2 separate regions of the Mus musculus genome follow, and region 2 is linked to region 1. The links are chromatin contacts, called in public Hi-C maps. All regions are on one chromosome and are shown on one strand. Each heading gives the region's core, a stretch centred on a gene start, on an enhancer-like site or on the middle of the called end of the contact. The rest is flanking DNA. Distances are from core to core; before and after follow the strand shown.

Region 1 (4,491 bases), core at 461-2,960:
ATGGTGGCAACATCATTATCTAATCTCTATCATTATCATCTCCCAACTATCCACAACTCTTACAAGATCCCAACTTCACAAGACTTCAAAGAATTTTACAAACATTTTAGGTCTTTACAAAAATACCCACTCCGTGAGGCCACGTGGCACCTTAATATAATCTGCCAACCTCACAAAAGGCTCCATCCTTCCTTCCCCTGTTCTCCTTTCTCAATAGGAGGGGGCCATATACTTTTCACATGTATTCTGATTGTCTTTCCCTCATAGCGAGTAAGTCCCAGGAGAGCTCAGGTTTTGCTCTTTCCTAGAACTCCGTTGCCCAGAACAGTTCCCCGCATGTGGTGAGAGCATTCAGTGTTTTCTAGTTGTACAAACCGGTATTAGATACACCAAGAGGAGTTAATCCTCGCAGGAATGAGGAGTCTCTCCCTTCTATTCAAACCTTCACTGGAGGTTAAAATGTAGAAAATAAGCCTCAGCATAAAATCCCCAGACTGCTTACCCGATATTTATTCAACAACAACAAAAGGCTAATGTTTCACTTTTAATTCCCAACTTGCTACCAAGTATTTTTTTTAACAAGAGCTGTAGTTCTGTTAAAAGGACGGGTAATCAAACCCCATGTGACTCTTATTAACTAATAAGAAAGCAAAGCAAAGTTTAATACTTAACTAGTTTAGTGCAGTGTGACATTTCAAAAGCAACCAGTTTTTTTCCAAAACCCCCAAAGCAGTCCCTTCACCAACAAACATACCCCTTGCCTAAGCAAGTCTGACCTCTTGGGGACCCAAAGTCGATCACCAAGCAACATTTTCTCCCAGACCCTGACCACAGAATCCTTCCTTGAACCAATCAACCTACAGAGCTAGGGGTTCTCCTAAATTCTCTGTCCAACCCGCTGCATTCCAGCGTTTTCACACACCCAGCAGAGGGACTTGGCACCTCTCTGCTATGGGCATGCCCCTGGTCAACTCCACCATCAAAGGACTGGGACAGGGAAGAATCTGGGAAAGGCAGGGACCTCATCAGCAAGGCCAAAATTGGAGGACATCTTAGACCTCACCCTGAATCTGCCAATTCTCTGTGACCTTGGGCGTGTCTCTGAAGCCTTGGAGCTCGAGTTCTCTCACCTTTAAGGTGAGGACCGCACCCGGCCGGTGCCACGTTAAGGATTAAGTGTGACCACAGATGAGGCTCCACGCAGAGCACTTGGCACCAGTGGGAGACCCCCTCCCAATTCGCGGCGGGCGCCGTGACTCCCCCATCCTCCCCACGCTTCGGGGCCCTTCGGACTGGGCCAATCGCCCAATTCTGCAGACAAGCGAGCTGAGGCATAGAGAAAAGACAGGGCGCTCGGAGGCACCCCCCGCCAAGGCACACCCCATAACCGCTGGTCCCCCCGGACCCACGCCCGGGCTGCGGCTCCAGGTGCTTGTGCCCCGGGCTCGCCCGCGAGCGCTCCACCTGCCACCCGGCCTCGCTCGCGCCTGCCCGCCCGCCCGCGCCGCTGCACTCACTCTTCACTTTGCCGAAGGTGCCGACGCCCAGGGTGTCCCCCAGGACGTAGTGTCCGATCTTCACCCGCCCGTCGTGCTTCTGCTTCTCAGCCATGTTCGGCGCACGGGCTCCCCCTGCCGCGGGCTCTGAGCGCCGCCGCCGCTACCGCTGCCGCCGCCGCTACCGCCGCCACCGCCGCCGCCGCCGCCTACCCACAGTGCAGCGGGCCCGGGGGGCGGGACGGGGACGCCCGGGGCGCGGTGGGGAGAGCGCAGCCCGGCGCGTGTGGACGCAGGCTGGGGGAGCAGAGCCGAGGCGTCCCGAGAAAAGCCCAGGGCGGTGAAGATGGAAGGGATGAATCTGAGCGCGACCGAGATGGAAGGAGAATCTGAGGAGAAGTGGGGGTGACGGGGTGTAGACCGTGAGCCATGCCTCGGGACCAGAGGGCAAGGCGCTGGAGAGGGCGGCCCGCCCCTAGCCCCTGGCACGCTCCCCCTAGCCAAGGTTTGTTTGTCTGGGAACGTTCTAGTCCGTACCCTCTTCAGATGGCGTCCCATTGTTTTGTAGTTCCTGGTCGTGTTATTGTTAGGTCTCAACCCCCAGACAAACTGCCAACGGAGACGCCTAGCATTAACATAGCAAAGGTGACGTGACGCTGGTTCTCTCAGCATCCCTTAGTCCCCACCTGGTATAGGGTCCTCCTGCCTGGCATACCCTGACCCCTACCCTGAACTCTCCAGCCCGGGGACTGAGCTGCCCCTTCCCTCAGGTCCTCTGATCCCTAGATAATTCAGCCATTTTGGCTGTGCCAGTTTCTTAGCCCAGGCCACCCACCCCTCTTAGGCTTGGCTCCTCTCTTGCTCTCCCTCCCTCTCTCTCCTCACATGGCCCTGCTGAGTCTGACCATGTGTCTCTGCCTCTGCTTCTGCCTGTATGTTCATTTTATCTATAACAGGCCTTCCTCATTGTGTTAGTTAAAGCTTTTATTGTTGCGATAAAACACCATAACCAGAAAGCAAGTTGGGGAGGGCAGGGTTTATTTTTTACACCTCCACCGCACTGTTCATCATTGAAGGAAGTCAGGACAGGAACTCAATGCATGGAACCTGGAGGCAAGAGCTGATGCGGAGGCCATGGGGGGTTGGGGAGGGGTTGCTGCATACTGGTTGGCTCATCAGGGCTGGTCCAGCCTGTTTTCCTACAGACCCCAGGACCACCAGCGCAAGGATGGAACCACCCGCAATGGGCCCTTCCCCACCAATCACTAATTAAGCCTTACAGCTGGATTTTCTCAGTTGAGGTTCCCTCCTTTCAGATGACCTTGTGTCAAGTTGCCATATGACAAGCCAGCACATCCACCATACCCAGGAGCAGTTATGGTCTCCTTTTATTTCTTTTCTTCATTCAGTTATATAGACAATCGTGTTATAGAGATAAAAGACATTCTCTTCAGGACTCTCAATTCTAACTCATTTGAACAAAATTTCCCAATAAATCATAGACACAGCCCTAAGTATATTTCAGCACTTGCATACATGTGTGTAGATATGCATTATATACGGGACAAGGGAGAAATACTAAAAGAAATAGGAAATAATTTACATGTGCAGGTAAATGTAGAACATAGACAAAACACAGAAGGGATCAAAGAATTGTGGGAAACAAAATGATGTAAAAACACATTAAAGAAATGAGTGTATTGAGGATGGAAGTAAAAAATAATAATAATAATAATAAAAGGGAATCCAAAGCATGCCCAGAGTGTTACCAGTGGGCAAATCACTTATGAGCAAGCAATCTCTTCCTCCCGGCTCCCCTCACTCTTCCCCTCCCTTTACTTAATGTTAGCCGACCTTGCCATAGCTGAAGATTATTTGCTTCCTATACAGAAATATGAAGACTCATGTGACTTCCATTTAGCAGTTCCCTGCACTCATACAAACGTGCTTCAAAACATAAATACTTAAAAAAAAAAAAACATAAATACTTGCAGCTTTTCCCATAAAAAAATAATTTAGAAACACAAAGAAAAGGGATTATTTGCTGTTTGGGGATAAATTATTAAAGGTTAGTCAAACATCTGTGACACTGTGCATGCCGATAGAGTTTCATAGTCACATGCCTCGAACGTGAAGCCTCAAGTCACGCTGTTTGTATGTAAAGAGTGAACCGGGAACTGGGTATGACACAACTTGTTTCCTGAGACCTAGTAAACATACAGCTGACCAACTGGTGTGTCCACCATGGCGATCTGATGAGAGATGATCTCGGCGTATAAATTATAGACATCACAGCTGTCGGACATGGGCTATTTTTGTTCATCCTGCAGATCACCTTTCCTGCTGACAAGAAGATCTCACTTATGAGTCCCAACCTCGATGGCAAATTTGAGAAAGCTTCCCCGGGCTATTTTTAAGGCTGAACTTTTATTTGGTTAAAGACCATTCCTTTGCTAGTCCTTCAGATGAGGAAGCTGAGATAGCTCTTCTGCTGAGAGTCTGTGTTGTCCTAATAATCTAATAAATGATGTTGAGGAGTCTTTAAATTGTGAAGCTACACGAAGAAAAGCTATAAACTGAGATCTTAAAGCATGTTGAATTGTCGACTCACTGGCAATTAAAGTTTCATTGTTATTACACTAACCTTATAGTTTTATGCTAAGCATAAGCAATACTTTCTTGATTAAGAAGTTCATTTAGTCTCAGCTATTTGTCATCAAGGAACATTATTGTCCCCGTTTTATAGATGATAAAGCTCGATTTTCCCTCTGTTATTTTTCCCCCAAGGCTATAAAGCTAAAGTCAAAGCCAGCCAGACTCAGATCCAGTTCCAACCTGCCCTCTTCCTTCCAGTTCATTACAGCTGGAATCCCATGATGCTCTGAGAGAGTTCCAGTATGTTCATTGCCAGAGACCCCTTCAGACACTTTTATTTCTAGAGCAGAGCAGTGTTCAATCCTGTTGGTGCTTTCTTTAGTGGGAAGTAGAATGTTAG
Region 2 (4,535 bases), core at 1,152-3,651, 59 kb before region 1:
CTGCCTAGAGACTGTGAAACACTATTTTTAAATAACTATGTCTGGTAAGTAAAGCCAATGGCTTAAGTGTTAGCAAATCTTTACAGCTACCTGACATTTTCTAGACTAGAAAATAGACATTGCATAAGATCTGTCTTAGCCTTCACCAATTAAAAAAATGCATGAACATATGTATTATAATCAAAATGCATAAACGCATGCATTAGAATGCCTACATGGAGTTTAAAAAATTATTCTGCCTATAATAAAAAATATGTGAACAACTGTTTCTATTATGTTGAAAAATCTTTTCCCAAAGGAAATACAATTAAATATTACTAAAATGGATGCAAGGTCACAAAAATCTCTACTTATCTCTAAAACTATTACCTTCCTGAGATGACCTCAGGTGCTGCATAATTTGGCGATCCACAGCTAGTTCGTAGAAATTCACCATCTGACATCATATTAGATAGTCCTGAAAATGAAAGCAATTTATCAGATCCTGGATATGGAAGATATAGGTAAAACTATAATAAAAATTCTCAATTATTGTAAGCTTCAGAAATCATATTCATTATTTATGTTTAAATGTAATGGTGGGTGGAGAGATGGCTCAGTGGGCAAAGCTGACAACCTGAATTCAATCCATGGATCATAAAGGGAGATAAGAGAAAACTGACTCTGGAGTCTTGTCCTCTGACCAATATGCACATCTGTACTCTTTTACATATATACCTACAGACATCACACACACACACAGAGGCACACACATAAATCTTTAAGTTAGTGTGTTACTAATTAGAGAGTTGCTTTTAGACGAGAAAGAAATCATTTTAGAGAACACACATCATTCACACTGAACGCTGAAGAGAACCACATGTGTAGATGGAATGAACTGCACTACATGAAAACTTTGACTCATTTCACACATTACAAAAATAAAAAAAAGACTATTTGAAATTACATTACTGTTTTAAAAAACAGAAGCACCATGTATTATCTACTTCTCTATATGAAGAAATAAAATATAGGCTGCTACTTAAAAAACAAACAAGTAGACAAAAACTGCTTTTAAAAGTCTTTCTTAAAAGGTTGTAGCTGGGTATTACATCTTTAGTGCCAGCACTCAGGAGATAGAACGGAGGATCTCTGGGAGTTTGAGGACAGCATGGTCTACATAGCAAGTTGCAGACTAGCCAGGGATACATAGTAAAAGTCAATTTTTTTTTTATTGTAATTAGACAGCAGAGCAGCTCCAGCTGATAAGCAGGCTGGTTTCCTTGGAGATGGGGCCTCACTGCTACCAGGTGGAGCCTCCTGTTTCAACTTCCTGGGAAAGGTTTATAATTAGAGAGCTTTGGTTCAACATAGTAAAAATAATCTTCTGAAGCAAAGCTCCAGCTGAACTACTTGCTAGAAGAAATGGTAAAGCTAGAATAAAGACAGGTACAAGGGCTGGTGAGATGGCTTAGTGGTTAAGAGCACTGACTGCTCTTTGGGAAGTCATGAGTTCAAATCTCAGCAACCACATGGTGGCTCACAACCATCCATAATGAGAAACAAATAAAAAACCTATGGGCTGGAGCAAAAGAGAGATGAGGGGAAAAAATGAAGGAAAAAAAAAAAGATAGGTACAAAACAGATAAAAACCTGCAGCATGCAACCCTGAACTGCACACCTTCCATGATGCTCTCATGACGGTCAAGTCCTGTCTTATCCTCAGACATCCATTGGGGCAGCCTTTCCAGGTGTGTTTAGGCCAGAAAGTGTATGCTGATTAAAAATGTACTTTTTACCCTGTCTCCTACCAAGGACTAACGTCCCATTTACTCATAAGTTATTAGATACTGCCCTAAGACTGACAGGCCTTTCTTTCCAAGCTCAGTTCAGAAGCAGCACAAAGCTTTCAAAGCTAAGAACAAACGTTCACACACTTGTTTGTCCATTTACCAGAAAGCATCTACTGCATCAACACATTTGTCAAAGGCATTTGGGACTCCTTCTCTTCCCAGCACCCACCACCCTCCCAAAATAAAATAAAATAAAATAGGTACCATTTCCTTAGGAGGAAAGGCATGTTGAGTGGATCTGTCTTCTAGAAACCTCAGTACTATTTAAGTTGATTTAAATAAACAAAATAGGCCAGTGTGAACTGCAATCAACCCCTTTTTGTGGTGCAGGATTTGTGAGGGTGAATGGATACTGGTCGGTTTTACAGGTTCTACACAGCCCTGGGCAACCCTGGAGTGGCGTACCAAAGTCAGCTATCTTAGCGTTCATCTGGGCATCCAGCAGCACATTCTCTGGCTTCAGGTCCCTATGGACAACCATATGCCTGTGACAGTAATCCACGGCAGACAGGATCTGCTGGAAGAGCCGGCGCGCTTCCACCTCTTCAACCTAGCAAGCAGGAAAAGAAGCTGCATCAAGACTATCTGGGGCATCATTTATTATGCACTTCAGTTTTGTAACAAGTCTAAATATAACTGATCAGGCTAATTAAAATCAACTAATTAGAAATCCAACAAGTCAGACAAAGCAAACCAGCTAAAACCTTGCCAAAGCTCAAAATAGTATTCGATGGATTTTTTTGGCTTGGCTGCTTGGCAATGATGTTTAATTTTCAACCAATATTAAATATGCACAATGTTTTGGAGGAGTCAGCAAAACCAACTAAAACAGAACTTACATGAAAATGCTATGAAAAGAAAATAATTGAAGCTTCAAGATGATTTTATACAGAACAGACTGTGAAAAGCACAAGAATCACTTGGTGATTGAGTGCAATACAGTTTCCAAATTAGTACACAAAAGGCATATTTCTCAAGAAAGAAAATATGTCCTGTATATGTAGTCCATGTTACAGAAACAATTAAAGCACTGGAAATATGTTTGTGGTTAGTTCCTTCCAGTTCCTTCCACTCTCTTAGCTTGGGACTAAAAGATACCCTAGAAAATATGTCACTCACCCGCCCATGTTTGCAGATGTAGTCGAACAATTCACCTCCAGACACATATTCCATTACCATAAAAAAGTCTGTCGGAGTGCTGATCACCTGGTAGCTTGTTGGGAATAAAAAAAAAAAAAAAAAGCAGGTTAGTAAAAAATGGTGTGCCTACAAATAACCAACCCCATCTGCTATTCTTGTTACAACTCATATTCTAATGTTTGTATAATATTCTAGGACAGCAACAGATTTTACAATGTTATCAAACTAACTCCAGTGCCATAAGCATGGAAGGAGGTTACAAGTCTCCCACTTTCTGAGGCTTATAGACTCCCCTTCAGATTTCTGCTTGACAGATTCTTGTTATCTTTCAAATCTTCACAAACATAGTTAATCATTTTTCCATTTCAACAAAAATTTGTTTAGCCAATAAAGGTAGGTATTATATGCTTAGAATATTCTTAGACATATAAAATATATCATAAAGATATAATACTTAGCAAAATTCAGTAGATCGACAAATCATCCTTTCTTAAAAGTGGCTGGGGCGAGAAGGAAGCTATATACTGAAGCAATCAGAGAGACGGGCAGATGGAAAACTACATGTCTTAGTCAGGGTTTCTATTCCTGCACAAACATCATGACCAAGAAGCAAGTTGGGGTGCAAAGGGTTTATTCAGCTTACACTTCCACATTGCTGTTCATCACCAAAGGAAGTCAGGACTGGAACTCAAGCAGGTCAGGATACAGGAGCTGATTCAGAAGCCATGAAGGGATGTTGTTTACTGGCTTGCTTCCCCTGGCTTAGCTCAGCCTGCTCTCTTATGAACCCAAGACTACCAGCCCAGGGATGACACCACCCACAAGAGACCTCCCCACTTGATCACTAATTGAGAATATGCCCCACAGCTGGATCTCATGTAGGCACTCCCCCAACTGAAGCTCCTTTCTCTGTGATAACTCCAGCCTGTGTCAAGTTGACACAAAAAGCCAATCAGTACAATTGACCCCTTGTCAACTTGACACACAAACACATCACTAAATAAGTCTCAACACTTGCTTTCTTATTCATCCCCAAGATCTAAATAAGTTTAAAAGTCCCACAGTCTTTACATATTAAAAGTTCAATCCCTTTAAACATATCCAATCTCTTTTAAAATCCAAAGTCTCTTAACTGTGGGCTCCACTAAAATACTTTCTTCCTTCAAGAGGGAAAAATATCAGGGCACAGTCACAATCAAAGCAAAATCAAACTCCAGCTGTCCAAAATCTGGGATTCATTCACTATTTTTTGAATTTCTCCAAGGGCTTGGTTCACTTCTCCAGCTCTGCCCTTTGTAGCACACACCTTGTCTTCTAGGCTTCAGATGCCTATACTCCACTGCTGCTGCTGTTCTTGGTGGTCATCTCCAAAACACTGCTGTCTTCCACTATAACTAGGCTTCACCAACAACCTCTCAGCTCTCTTCATGGTGCCAAGACAACTCCTTTGCATGACCCCTTCAGTCCTGGGCCATCAATTGCACCTTCACCAATGGTCTTCCATGGCCTCTCATAGTGCCAAGCCTCAGCTGCTCGTCATGACCCCTTCATGCCTTCAAAACC

What was found. Hi-C and Micro-C count contacts between places; a contact is called where the count stands out from the background.
Region 2: a Hi-C map of cerebral cortex shows a contact between it and region 1, with 2.0 times the contacts expected there. The contact joins the enhancer-like site here to the promoter of Prkaa2 in region 1. A contact is called at or near these places in 6 of 39 promoter capture datasets (the 3T3-L1 cell line, 3T3-L1-derived adipocytes, the C10 cell line and 2 more), 19 of 484 Hi-C or Micro-C datasets (the 3T3-L1 cell line, the C10 cell line, the HPC-7 cell line and 9 more), 4 of 115 datasets of contacts at active chromatin or transcription factors (PVALB interneurons, embryonic stem cells and extraembryonic endoderm stem cells) and 3 of 9 other capture datasets (adipose tissue, embryonic stem cells and pancreatic islet).

Annotation. Positions count from the first base shown.
Region 1 is chr4:105,108,188-105,112,678 of GRCm38.p6, forward strand. Prkaa2 (protein kinase, AMP-activated, alpha 2 catalytic subunit) reads right to left here and starts at 1,711. Exons shown (of 9, transcript NM_178143.2): 1 at 1,518-1,711. The coding sequence starts at 1,611. Gm36893 (a long non-coding RNA gene) reads left to right here and starts at 1,711. Exons shown (of 2, transcript XR_376484.4): 1 at 1,711-2,001; 2 at 3,827-4,135.
Region 2 is chr4:105,048,965-105,053,499 of GRCm38.p6, forward strand. It overlaps Prkaa2 (protein kinase, AMP-activated, alpha 2 catalytic subunit), which reads right to left. Exons shown (of 9, transcript NM_178143.2): 3 at 2,952-3,045; 4 at 2,238-2,382; 5 at 370-457. Among named protein-coding and RNA genes, the nearest start is that of Gm52670, 32 kb to the left of the region's middle. Within about 2 kb of position 2,402, at least 7 of the 459 cell types and tissues checked have an H3K27ac peak or open chromatin away from gene starts, as enhancers often do. A contact at or near this core is called in PVALB interneurons, cerebral cortex and cortical neurons, where this site is marked.